Linked DNA regions of Sus scrofa: region 2 is linked to region 1. Evidence: chromatin contacts called from public Hi-C data. All regions are on one chromosome and are shown on one strand. The core of a region is the stretch at or near the end of the contact, and the rest is flanking DNA. Distances in the headings are between cores, read along the strand shown.

Region 1 (5,528 bases), core at 1,636-4,135:
TTTTACCCCCACTGCTTTGGGGCAGTGCAGATGTCTGCAAAGTGACAAAGACAAGTAACGTCTTAATGTCGCTATGAAATAGTTTTGACTTCACATCCCCGCCCCCAAATGCTCAGTGGCACTGCTGCCCAGCCCTGCTGTCACTGAGAACCTGGCACATGCTTTAATCTAAAGGGGGGCTCAAGGCCTACTCGTTGCCCTCCTCCCCGCTCAGTCCCAATTTGGGGACCAAAGAGGTCCATTCGGGAGGGAGACCCGGGGGGCTCTAGCGGCTGAGCTCTGGGTCTCTCGCTCAGGACGACACCCCCAGTTGTCTTCATTCAGTGGTTCGGAGCCTCACTCTATATGTAGCCCCAAGGCAGTCATGTCTCCTTGCTGCTCCTCCAATTCCCCAAGATGCACGTCTGTTTGAGAGTTCCATCCCCCTGAGGGGTCCGACGGGCGCTCTCTACCCGGACAGGGGAGGAGGCTGGAGTCCAGTGAGACCCGTGGGGCTGTGCTTCTCTTTGCTCTAAGGACACTCTCACTCAGCTCGGGGCCGGAGCCGGGCGGCCGGTGGGGCTGCCACGCCACACACACACTGGTCCTGCCCAGCCTGGACTCTTCTGCCCTTTGCTGTTTTGGGGCTCTGGGTGCCTCAGCTTTAAGCATCCTTGGCCAGGGGGTTGGAGGGCACCCCGGGGAGCCCAGAGCTCTGCCTGCCCCCGCTGCTGTCTTCTCCCTCCCTCCATTCCTCCGTCTTAATCCCCGTTGTTACTATTATTCCTGTTTCATCAGCGTCACCTCTGGTTTTACAGCCCCGAATCTTGGCACTATTCGAGTACATCAAATTGCTTTAAGGTCTGATGTTTATTTTCAGTTTCTCTCTCTATTTTAATTTCCTTTGTTTGTTTCAGGTAAAAAAATGTCCTGCTTCTGGGAGTTCCCATTGTGGTGCAGTGGAAATGAAATCAACTAGGAACCATTAGGTTTCGGGTTCAACCCCTGGCCTCGCTCAGTGGGTTAAGGATCCAGCATTGCTGTGAGCTGTGGTGTAGGTCACAGATGCGGCTCAGCTCTGGTGTTGCTGTGGCTGTGGTGTAGGCCGGCGACCCCTACCCTGGGAACTTCCATATGCTGCGGGTGTGGCCCTAGAAAGACAAAAAGACAAAAAGACCAAAAAAAAAAAAAAAAAAATTCCTGCTTCCACCTTGTTTTTCTTGATTTTTTTCAATGAACTATTTTTAATTGGAAAAGTAATAAAAGCACATGATGAAAATGGAACGTGATAAGAGGGCATACAATGACCTCTGTCTCCTGAGCCCTGTCTGCAGAGGCGATGGCGTTACCGCTGTCTTGTGCGTCTTTCTAGAAGTCGTCTGTGCATGTGACAGGCATGCTCTTCCTCTTTATTTTACCAAGAGAAGCCATCCACACAGCTCTGGACCGGTTTGCCTTCTTAACCCCACATCTTGGAGGCTTTTTCATATCAGTGATTAAAGAGCCACCTCAATAGTTGTAAGGGCTGCACCAAGAAGATAAATTATGGACGTGCACAATGTTTTGAATCTATCTCCTTTTTCCCGAACGTGCAGGATGTTTCTGGCCTTTTCCTGGGACAAATAGCACTTTGGTGAAATACACATATACACACGAGAGCCTGGGATCGAGGTCCAGAAGTAAAACCCTGAGGTTCTGGACATATCTTGTGCCTGTAGAGACATATACATATTTGCCGTATTCGATTTACACGACATTTATGTGCAGAGAATGCATTCCTATCTTCTGTATAACAAGTGACTTAAAGTTTAGGAGCATAAACCCTATTTTAGTTTCTGAGTGCTAGGATTTGGGGAGTGGTTTCCACTCGTGGTTCTGACTCAGTTTCTCACGAGGCTGCAGTGAAGATGTCGGCTCGGGCTACAGTCATCTGAAAACTTAGATCCACTTCCAAGGTGTTGACATGCTGGGGAGCTGGTGCCGTTTGCTCCAGGAGGCTGCTTGAGTGTCCTCACAGCATGGCAGCTGGCTGCCCCTAGAGCATGTGACTTGGGAGAAACCAAGGGGAAAGCATGGTGTCCTCCGCAGTCACACGGTCACCCCCGTAACTTCCTGTTGGTACACAGGTCACGAGTTGGTACACAGGTCACCAGGAAGCAGGAGTCACTGAGGACTCTTTTGGATTCTGACTACTCTGTAGAGCAATTCTTAGATTTGCTTTGTGGACACACTTATATTCGGAAAAAGGAAAGATGACAAATTTTAATGAATTTAAGGTAGGCTGATACACACAAAGAAAGTGGTATTGAGACAAATCCAGTGCCAGTTTGTAGCAAATGATCTATGTTGAGGAATTTCCACCATCGTAATAACGGAATGAAATAATTTTGAACACTAGTACATAGCATGGGAGTTCCCGCTGTGGCTCAGCAGTAATGAATCCGTCTGGTATCCACGAGGAAGTGGGTTCAATCCCTGGCCTCACTCAGTGGGTTAAGGACCTGGCATTGCCCTGAGCAGTGGTATGCGGCTCTGATCTGACTTTGCTCTCTGTGGCTGTGGTGCAGGCCAGCAGCTACAGCTCCAATTGGACCCCTAGCCTGGGAACTTCCATATGCTGTGGGTGTGGCCCTCAAAAAAAAAGGGAAAACCCCCCCATAGTATGAAGGTTTACACTTCATATGAACTAGCATGTTGATTCTTGGCCACGTGAAGAATTTGGGAATAAATTAACTTTCACACATTAACGTCTCACAAAATCCCTGCACTCACCACAAGGTAAGGATCTGCTGAGTTTCATTTTTCCCTTTTGAATAAGATCGCAGGTGTCCACACTCTCATTTGCTTTCGACTCAGGCTCATATCTTCTGACCCGGGCCTTTGGTCTTCTGCTTATTGACAGGCAGGTGTTTGCCCTGTAACGCTGCTGTCTGTTGGCTCACATGCAGCAGGAAGTCCGAGTTGGGCTCTAGGACGTCAGAGTCTGGAGGAAAGGTAAACAGGTGGCAGTTCCTGCAGGAGAAACACAAGGCCAGGTGACACTGCTGGAGACAGGCACACAGGGTCATAAACACTGTCCAGCCAGTGCCCCCCAACCCCTCGCGCCACACCGTGTCCCGTCCGCTGTTTACTGTCCTGACTTCACAGAGCAGCGACAATTGATCACCACGGAGGACAAAGTTGGGAGTGCAGCGGTGTGACCACCGGAGGAAAATGCACCTGCTGGTGTCTCCTCAGGTCACAGGACAGAGGTCGTGTGACCTCTGGGCTTGGTTCTTGGGTGGCAGCCCTTTCCAGGCAGACTTTGGGATGTCAACACTGCCCATCTCGAAACTTTAGGTCTCACATCCTTTAGTTACACACTAGCAAAGGGCTCTCAGGACAGAGAGCATGGGTGATGGGAGGGTAAGGAAAAGACAGTGACTAAGTCCACACGTCTAACGCGTACCTACTATGTGCAAAGCTTTCTATTTCCCAGAGCTGATGTCATGATCAGAGAAGCTGAGTATGGTATGTAAGTATTTGTGCGTTGTTTGTCTCCCATTCCAATCCTGAAGCTCCCAGAAGGCTGAGACTTGTGTCTGATTTGTTGGTGGCTGTGTCCCTGGCACCCAGAGCACTAACATGGTGAGTTAATGAACACAGGCACGGCGCTAGCAGTCAATAACAGAGAACAGTTTCGTGTTCTAACATGGTGGGCTCTGTGCCGAATGTGTCACAAAGGTTTTCCTCTTTAAGCGGGCACTCACATTGTCCCATTGTACAGATGAGGAAACCTCAGCTCAGAGGTCACAGAACCTGCAGATAGGGTGGCGCTGAGGTTTAAACTCAGTCATTCTGCATATATCCAGACAAAACCTTCATTCGAAAAGATGCAGGCACCCCTATGTTCATTGCAGCACTATTCACGATAGCCAAGACATGGAAACAACTTAAATGTCCATTCACAGATGAATGGACTAAGAAGATGTGGTACACATACACAATGGAATACTATGTAGCCATAAAAAAGGCCATAAGGCCATTTGCAGCAACATGGATGCAACTAGAGAGTCTCATGCTAAGAAAGAGAAAGATAAATACCATATGAGATCACTTACATGTGGAATCCAAAATACAGCACAGACGAACCTCTCTAGAGAAAAGAAACAGACTCACAGATATGGAGAACAGACTTGAGGGTGCCAACGGAGAGGGGGAGGGAGTGGGATGGACAGGGAGTTTGGGGTTAGTAGATGCAAACTGTTCCATTTAGAATCAGGTCCTACTGTACAGCACAGGGAACCATATCCAATCTCTCGGATTAGAACATGATAGAATCATATATATACATGCCTGATGCAGTCACTTTGCAGTACAGCAGAAGTTGACAGAACACTGTAAATCAGCTACAATAAAATTTTTTTTAATAAATAAAATTTAAAACCCCCTGAAAAACCCCTCAGCCATCCTGTCTCCTGGGTGTTAGTTCAGACAAAGCCCATAGTTCACACTCCAGGAAAGTCCCCATGCTCCAGGCAGAGATATGCTAATTGGAGTGAAGATCCGAAACCAGTCAGAATCCTCGGGGCAGGAGACGGTCAGGAGCATCCCAGGGAAGTGGCAGTAGGGCTATGTATGGGTCTGTAGGAGGGGGTGGCCGATGTTGAGAAACAGGACTAGCAAACAGGACTATTGCCAGCCGATGGGGTCGTGGACAGTTACACTCTGTTTCCTCCTCTGTCTGTACTGCCTCTTTTTCCCATAGTGAGTAAGTGTAGCTTTCATAATAAGAAATATATATATATATATGTGTGTGTGTGTGTGTGTGTGTGTTTATCTTAAGAAACTTTCCCTTAAAATTTTAAAAATACACGTTCCAAGTCTCTAAGGAGAACTTCCTGCCTGTCATTCCCTTTGGCCTTCCTCAAGCATGTTCTATTACCAGTTTTTTGGTTTTTTTTTTTTTTTTTTTTTGTCTTTTTAGAGCTGCACCCATGATATACCGAAGTTCCCAGGCAAGGGGTCGAATCAAAGCTATAGTTGCCGGTCTACACCACAGCCATAGCAATGCCAGATCTGAGCCACTTCTGTGACCTATACTGCAGCTCAGGGCAACGCCGGATCCGTAACCCACTGATGGAGGCCAGGGATCGAGCCCAAATCTTCATGGATACTAGTCAGGTTCTTAACCCACTTAGCCACAACAGAAACTCCTTTTACTAGTTTTTAAAATAACTTTTCAAATATTCTCTGTGCATATACAGGCATATGCTACATTACACATTTCAAAACCACATTAAGTGAAAGCTTAACTCAAGGAGGCAGGATGGGCTGCTGAGGAAGAAAATGTATCTTAGATTATCACTCTTCAACTTCCTCCAAGAAACGGCCAGGACTCAGGTGAGGCAAGTGGGTCTCTGCTTTGGGTACAAAATGCAAGGGGCACCAAAAAACTCAGCAACCAAGGTAATTTTTTTTTAGGGCCACACCCGCAGCATATGGAGGTTCCCAGGCTAGTAGTCAAATCGGAGCTGTAGCCACTGGCCTACGCCACAGGCACAGCAACG
Region 2 (5,121 bases), core at 2,499-4,998, 49 kb after region 1:
ACAGAAATGCCTAAAACTGTCCAGCGCTTTACAGTTTACCAAGTTTCCGGGCACTTTTCTTGGCTCAGGTGACTCTTACTAGGTGTGCAGAGCGGTCCTCACGGAGCCTGTTCTACAGTTAAAGCGTCGGGTCTAAGAGGCAAAGCTAATGGATCCGACACGACAGGGCTATTGCTACCCTGACTTGGAGCAAATCTCTACGTCGTAACCCTTTCAATCTCAGGTAGTTCTGTGAATGCACGGTGGTTTTTAAACGCGGTTTTTAGAATCTGCACACCGATTTTATCACGTTTGCATTTGAAACGCTGAAGGCCAGCGCATACGCTACTTGGTGTGACTAACCCAGAATTCCTCGGTGCACACACCTCCCGCTCCCGCGTCCACACAGCCTGCACAACTGCGGACGGCCTCTGGCGCAGTCTACGGTCCCAGGCTTGGCCTCATTTTCAGTAGCTTGGCTGAAAACATGAATGATCCCAGGATAGAGTTCGACTACCCCTGCTGCCCCGGGCTTTTCTGGGTTTTGGAGAGACGTGTTTTTCCTGGAAGACACAGTTCTGTGATGAGTTCGCGTGTCTTCCGCCCTTTTCCCCTTTCCTACTCGTTCCTTGCCCCTTCCTCATGCGTCCAATGGGCTGAGTAGGGCGTCAGCAATGTCCTTTCCTCACAGACGGGCTGAGTAACCCACACAACTGCACCAAGGCGCCGGTTAGTGGGGGGTGGGCAGCCAGGGCTCTGTCCTGAGATTGGGGTCCCAGCCCGGCTCCCCAGGATGGGCTTGGAACACCCCACTGTGGCCTCGGTCTTCTGCACAGACCCCACCCAGCACCAGCCACAGCCATGTCGTGTAGCCTTCACATCTGTCTCCACAGCAGGATGAGAGCTCTCTGAAGTCTGGGGATGTGTCCTCTTTTTTTTTTTTAATCTTTTTAGGGCCACACCCGTGGCATACGGAAGTTCCCAGTCTAGGGGTTGAATCAGAGCTGCAGCTTCCAGCCTGCACCACAGCCACAGCCATGCAGGATCCAAGCTGTGTTTGCGACCTACACCACAGCTCATGGAAATGCTGGAACCCACTGAGCGAGGCCAGGGATCGAACCCACGTCCTCATGGATGCTCCTCAGCTCTGTCTTACCGCTGAGCCATGACGGGAACGCAGGGACTGTGTCCTCTTCATGTCCCCAGCACTGAGCAGTGTGGAGTTAGCTTCCTTCCCACCCCCTAAACAAAGAGTCTGAGGCTGGTCCTTGTCACGTGTCCTGGGGGAGACCTCTCATGACCTTGCCGAGGTGGTGGGCAGAGCCAGGCAAGGAGAAAGCAGACAGGGCCCTCCCCCGACCAGCTGCTAGAAGGGAGCCTTCTCCCTGGAGACCACGCAGGGCTTGGAGGCCAGCACTGGGGATTCTGGGATGACTGTGGCTGGGGGAGGAAGGTGGACCCCAGGGATCTGGCTGACAGAGAGCTCTGTTGGTCCAGGAGGGGGTGTCCCCGAGCTGGGACTGTATTAAGAGGACCTGGGAACCTGCTGTCACCACTCTGGCACTGGTCCCCGGGGGTAGGGAACATTCTCCTTGTGTCACCTCCGGAACTGCGGCCATGCAGGCAGGCTGACAACAGCCCTGAACCCCAGTGAGATGACAAAGGAAAACTAACAGTAAGAGTTAAGGGAATCTAGGAGCCAGACAGAAAACATCTGACCCAAACGGCCGCCTGTAACACAAAGCTGCTGGCAGAGGCAGAGGAACAGCGCAGCTAGAGCGCTTAGACTCTGGGAGAAACTGCTGGTAGGGAACAGACTTACTGACGAAATTTACACATGTTGGGAGACAGAGTGTCTTGATGGAAAAAACATTATCTTTTTGCAAATATCTGTAAAAATATATGCTTCTAATTACAAGCATCAGGCTATAGAAGGCAATTGTCAAAGAGTAGCAAAGCGGACCTCCCACACTAATCACAAGAGGGGAGAAGGAATGAAGAGCTACTTGGTAAAACCAATAAAAATAAAGAGGCGAAGAAAAGAAAACAAAGCCTAATAAATAACAGAATGAGATGAAGGAATGAAATCAACTCTATCAGCCATTAAATGAAACGTGGCAGGACTAACTGGGAATGATAACAAACAAGACAAAACTCCTAAAACAAACTGCAAGTGGAGGGATGTATCAGGGTGTGCTAGGCGTGTTCTGGGGGAAAAAGGCCAGTTTGTATTAATATGAGGCGGGGTTGAGTCTAAGAAGCACTAAACTGAACAATCACCAACATCTGCCAAAAAGACGGAGCAGCTGAAACCCCCATGCGCTAAATAAAGACAGTAGCTAAACTCATCAAGCTGGGACTACGAGAAATGAAAGGGGACATTCATCAAAACCCACTCCTGTGGGAACGCTGACGGTCGTCTTCCGAAAGAGAACAGAGCAGAGCCTTCAAGGACTTGGCCAGAGAAAGTCTTAAAAAGCTCTCCACCTCTCAGGTTAATTTACTTCTTGTTAGATTTTTGAATTAGCTGCCTCAGAATTGCCCACAACTTCCTCTTAAAGAACATCCTTAATATGCAGTCCTTAAAAACGACCCTGTAGAATATTTAAGGGCCTGGAAGATAGAATTTGAGTGGAAAAGAAAGAGCTGGGCACAAGTCATCATCAGGCCGCAATCATCACCCCGTCCCGGACTCACACCTTTTGCTTCAAGTGGTCGCGGCCGCCCAGCTGACAGATCAGGATTCGTTAGCGGATCGGAAATTCTGACCTGGCTTAACCTCAAGCAAGTTTCCATGACTGTACCCGACTCTTGTGGCTTTCAGGACCCCCCCGGAGCGGGGAGAGAAGGCATCCCAGCTGGTAACCCCAGTTCTCCGGGATTAAAGGTGAGCTCACCTGCTTTACCTGCTGAACCGACTATCCTTGAGAGACACACTCACTGGGCAGGTGCCAGGCTTAGTGGCCGAACGTCTTGGTTTCCCACTTAATTTTTACCGACAGCCCATCTCTACATAAGGCCCACACCTCAGGATGAGTACATGCAGAAGCAGGGAAGTTTAGTGCTCTGGCTACACTTTCACAGCTGGCACGCGGCTTACGGAGCTGACACAACCCAACCCAGGTCTTCTGACGATAAAACCTGCCATCTTTATAAATATATGTATGTACGTTCACAACTCAGAGCTAAGTGGGCGTAGGGGGTCGGGCGCGGGCGGGGGGGACGACACGGCAGCTCCCGGGCTGGGGACGAACCGAGAAGGGTCGCTGGGGGCGGATCTGGCGGAGACCAACATCTGTCATCTTTTACTACAACACACTTCCTCTCCTATTTTTCCCAGTTCTTGTTTTAGGGCGGCGTCCCGCACCATTCAAGCAGATGCTTCTGTTCTTCCCAGTTAATATTTTACGGAGAAACGCCACGCTAGTCAACGGCAGAGTCCCCGGGTCACCGAGGCTGGGCTGCAAGAGGCCGAGACAGACGGAGACGCAGCTCCCACCCAGGTTTACTGCGCCTCGGCTGCAGGAGCCCCCCACCCCTTCGGAAATGGGAGTTTGGGGCGATGGGCGCTGAGCCGGGCGAAGCACAGGCCAGGTGCCCTGGGCCGCGCGGAGGACTGGGCCTCATGCATCTCTGGCCAGCGGTTTCCGAGGGCGCTCAGGCTTTGCCAGAAAAGGAAGCGGGCCGAGCGGAGGGAACTGGACCGCCCTGTCTGCTCTGATCCCACTTGCGCCTCTGCCAAGGCTGGCCGATCCCAGCTCTCCCAGCTCTCCCAGCTCGGGGAGGCGGATCTTGCAAAGGAAATGGCACTTTCTTCCTGAAGATGGGGGAGGCGGGCCCCACGGAGCTGCTTGGGGACCGAGGGCAGCGCGAGGAGAGGAAAGGCAGCGGGAGAATGTCCACTTCCCGCCCCGAGGGGTCGGCCCGCTGCCCTATTTGGCCCCTTGCCCCAGGTTTTCTGGAGAAGAGGCCGGGACAGCTGCTCTGGCAGTGGGGGAGCGTGTGTGCAGGTGCTGGGGGCCAGTGGGGCCATGGTCCCCACGCTGCCAGGTCTCCCCCCGGATGCCCGGCCATCAGAGCCCTAGGCCCTTTCCTCTCCCAGCAGAACAACAGGCAGGTCTGTGCAAGACGGCCTTCTTCTTCCGATGTTTCCCCAAATTTTATTTTCTGAAATAAGAGATAACACTTGGTGTGGCTCTAGGCAGCTGCTTCCTGGCAGCGTTTCCCCTCTGCCGGGAGGGAGAAGACACGGGGAGAGACCAGCAGGAAGGTAAACAGCTCTCGGCACCGCCCGACCCGCCGAGGAGCGCGAACCCCGGCTGTCTGCCGGCACCCGGGTCTCAGGGACAGCCTGATGCTCGAGTCACACCTCAGGGGTGCGTTTACGTGGTCTGGGGTGTCGCTCACGTGTCACACGGTACAGGTTGTGGAGAAACACAGGGCGTAAACTCCCCGTGCAGACCACTTTAAAGTATCCCACCCAGTGGCACTCATGACATTCCTAGCGTCCTACACCCATCACCACCCTCTGCTGCCAGGATCTCTCATCCCCCCAAGAGCAGACCTCGTACCCATTCGCAGCCACTGCCCATTCTCTCCCCCGGCCCCTGGCAACCACCAGGGGCCTCCACACGCCCTCTGGATTTCCCCATTCTGCACATTTTCAATAAACGGAACCATAAAATATGTGGCCTTTGCGTCAGGCAGGCTTCTTCCACTTCGCATCAGGGATTCATTACTTTCAGGCTGACTTCCACGGCAGGCAGGCAGGCAGGCAGGCAGGCAGGCGTCGTCTTTCACTTGTCCCTCTTCGGCTGGAGGACACGTGGGTTGTTTGTACCTCTGGCTGTCGTGAGTAACACTGTCGTGAACACTTGTGCACGCGTCCTTGTTTCCATTCCTTTGGAGGAGACTTGCTGGACGATAAGTAAGGTCATGGTTACCTCATTTCCAAACGTCAGGATTCGGCAACGCTCCCGGGTGAGCCTAACATCCAGCCAAGCCCAAGAACCCAGCTAGCTAAGATCCAACTACCAGTTTTTATACAAGATAAGCGACCCAATAAATCAGCAAAATCCTGACCCAAGAACAAGAACTAAATTACAAGGGAAATCAGGGCCGACGGGGAGACGCGGGAACAGC

What was found. Hi-C and Micro-C count contacts between places; a contact is called where the count stands out from the background.
Region 2: a contact with region 1 is called in a Hi-C map of liver, with 4 times the contacts expected there. The contact joins the enhancer-like site here to the promoter of RPP40 in region 1. A contact is called at or near these places in 1 of 5 promoter capture datasets (liver), 10 of 47 Hi-C or Micro-C datasets (heart right ventricle, liver, psoas muscle and 2 more) and 1 of 2 datasets of contacts at active chromatin or transcription factors (skeletal muscle).

What each region holds. Positions count from the first base shown.
Region 1 is chr7:3,039,538-3,045,065 of Sscrofa11.1, forward strand. RPP40 (ribonuclease P protein subunit p40) reads right to left here and starts at 2,886. Exons shown (of 11, transcript XM_021100135.1): 1 at 2,752-2,886. LYRM4 (LYR motif-containing protein 4) reads right to left here. Exons shown (of 4, transcript XR_002346271.1): 3 at 2,752-2,991.
Region 2 is chr7:3,087,918-3,093,038 of Sscrofa11.1, forward strand. All of the region lies in intron 2 of LYRM4 (LYR motif-containing protein 4), which reads right to left. Among named protein-coding and RNA genes, the nearest start is that of PPP1R3G, 41 kb to the left of the region's middle. Within about 2 kb of position 3,749, at least 23 of the 83 cell types and tissues checked have an H3K27ac peak or open chromatin away from gene starts, as enhancers often do. A contact at or near this core is called in liver, retroperitoneal adipose tissue and skeletal muscle, where this site is marked.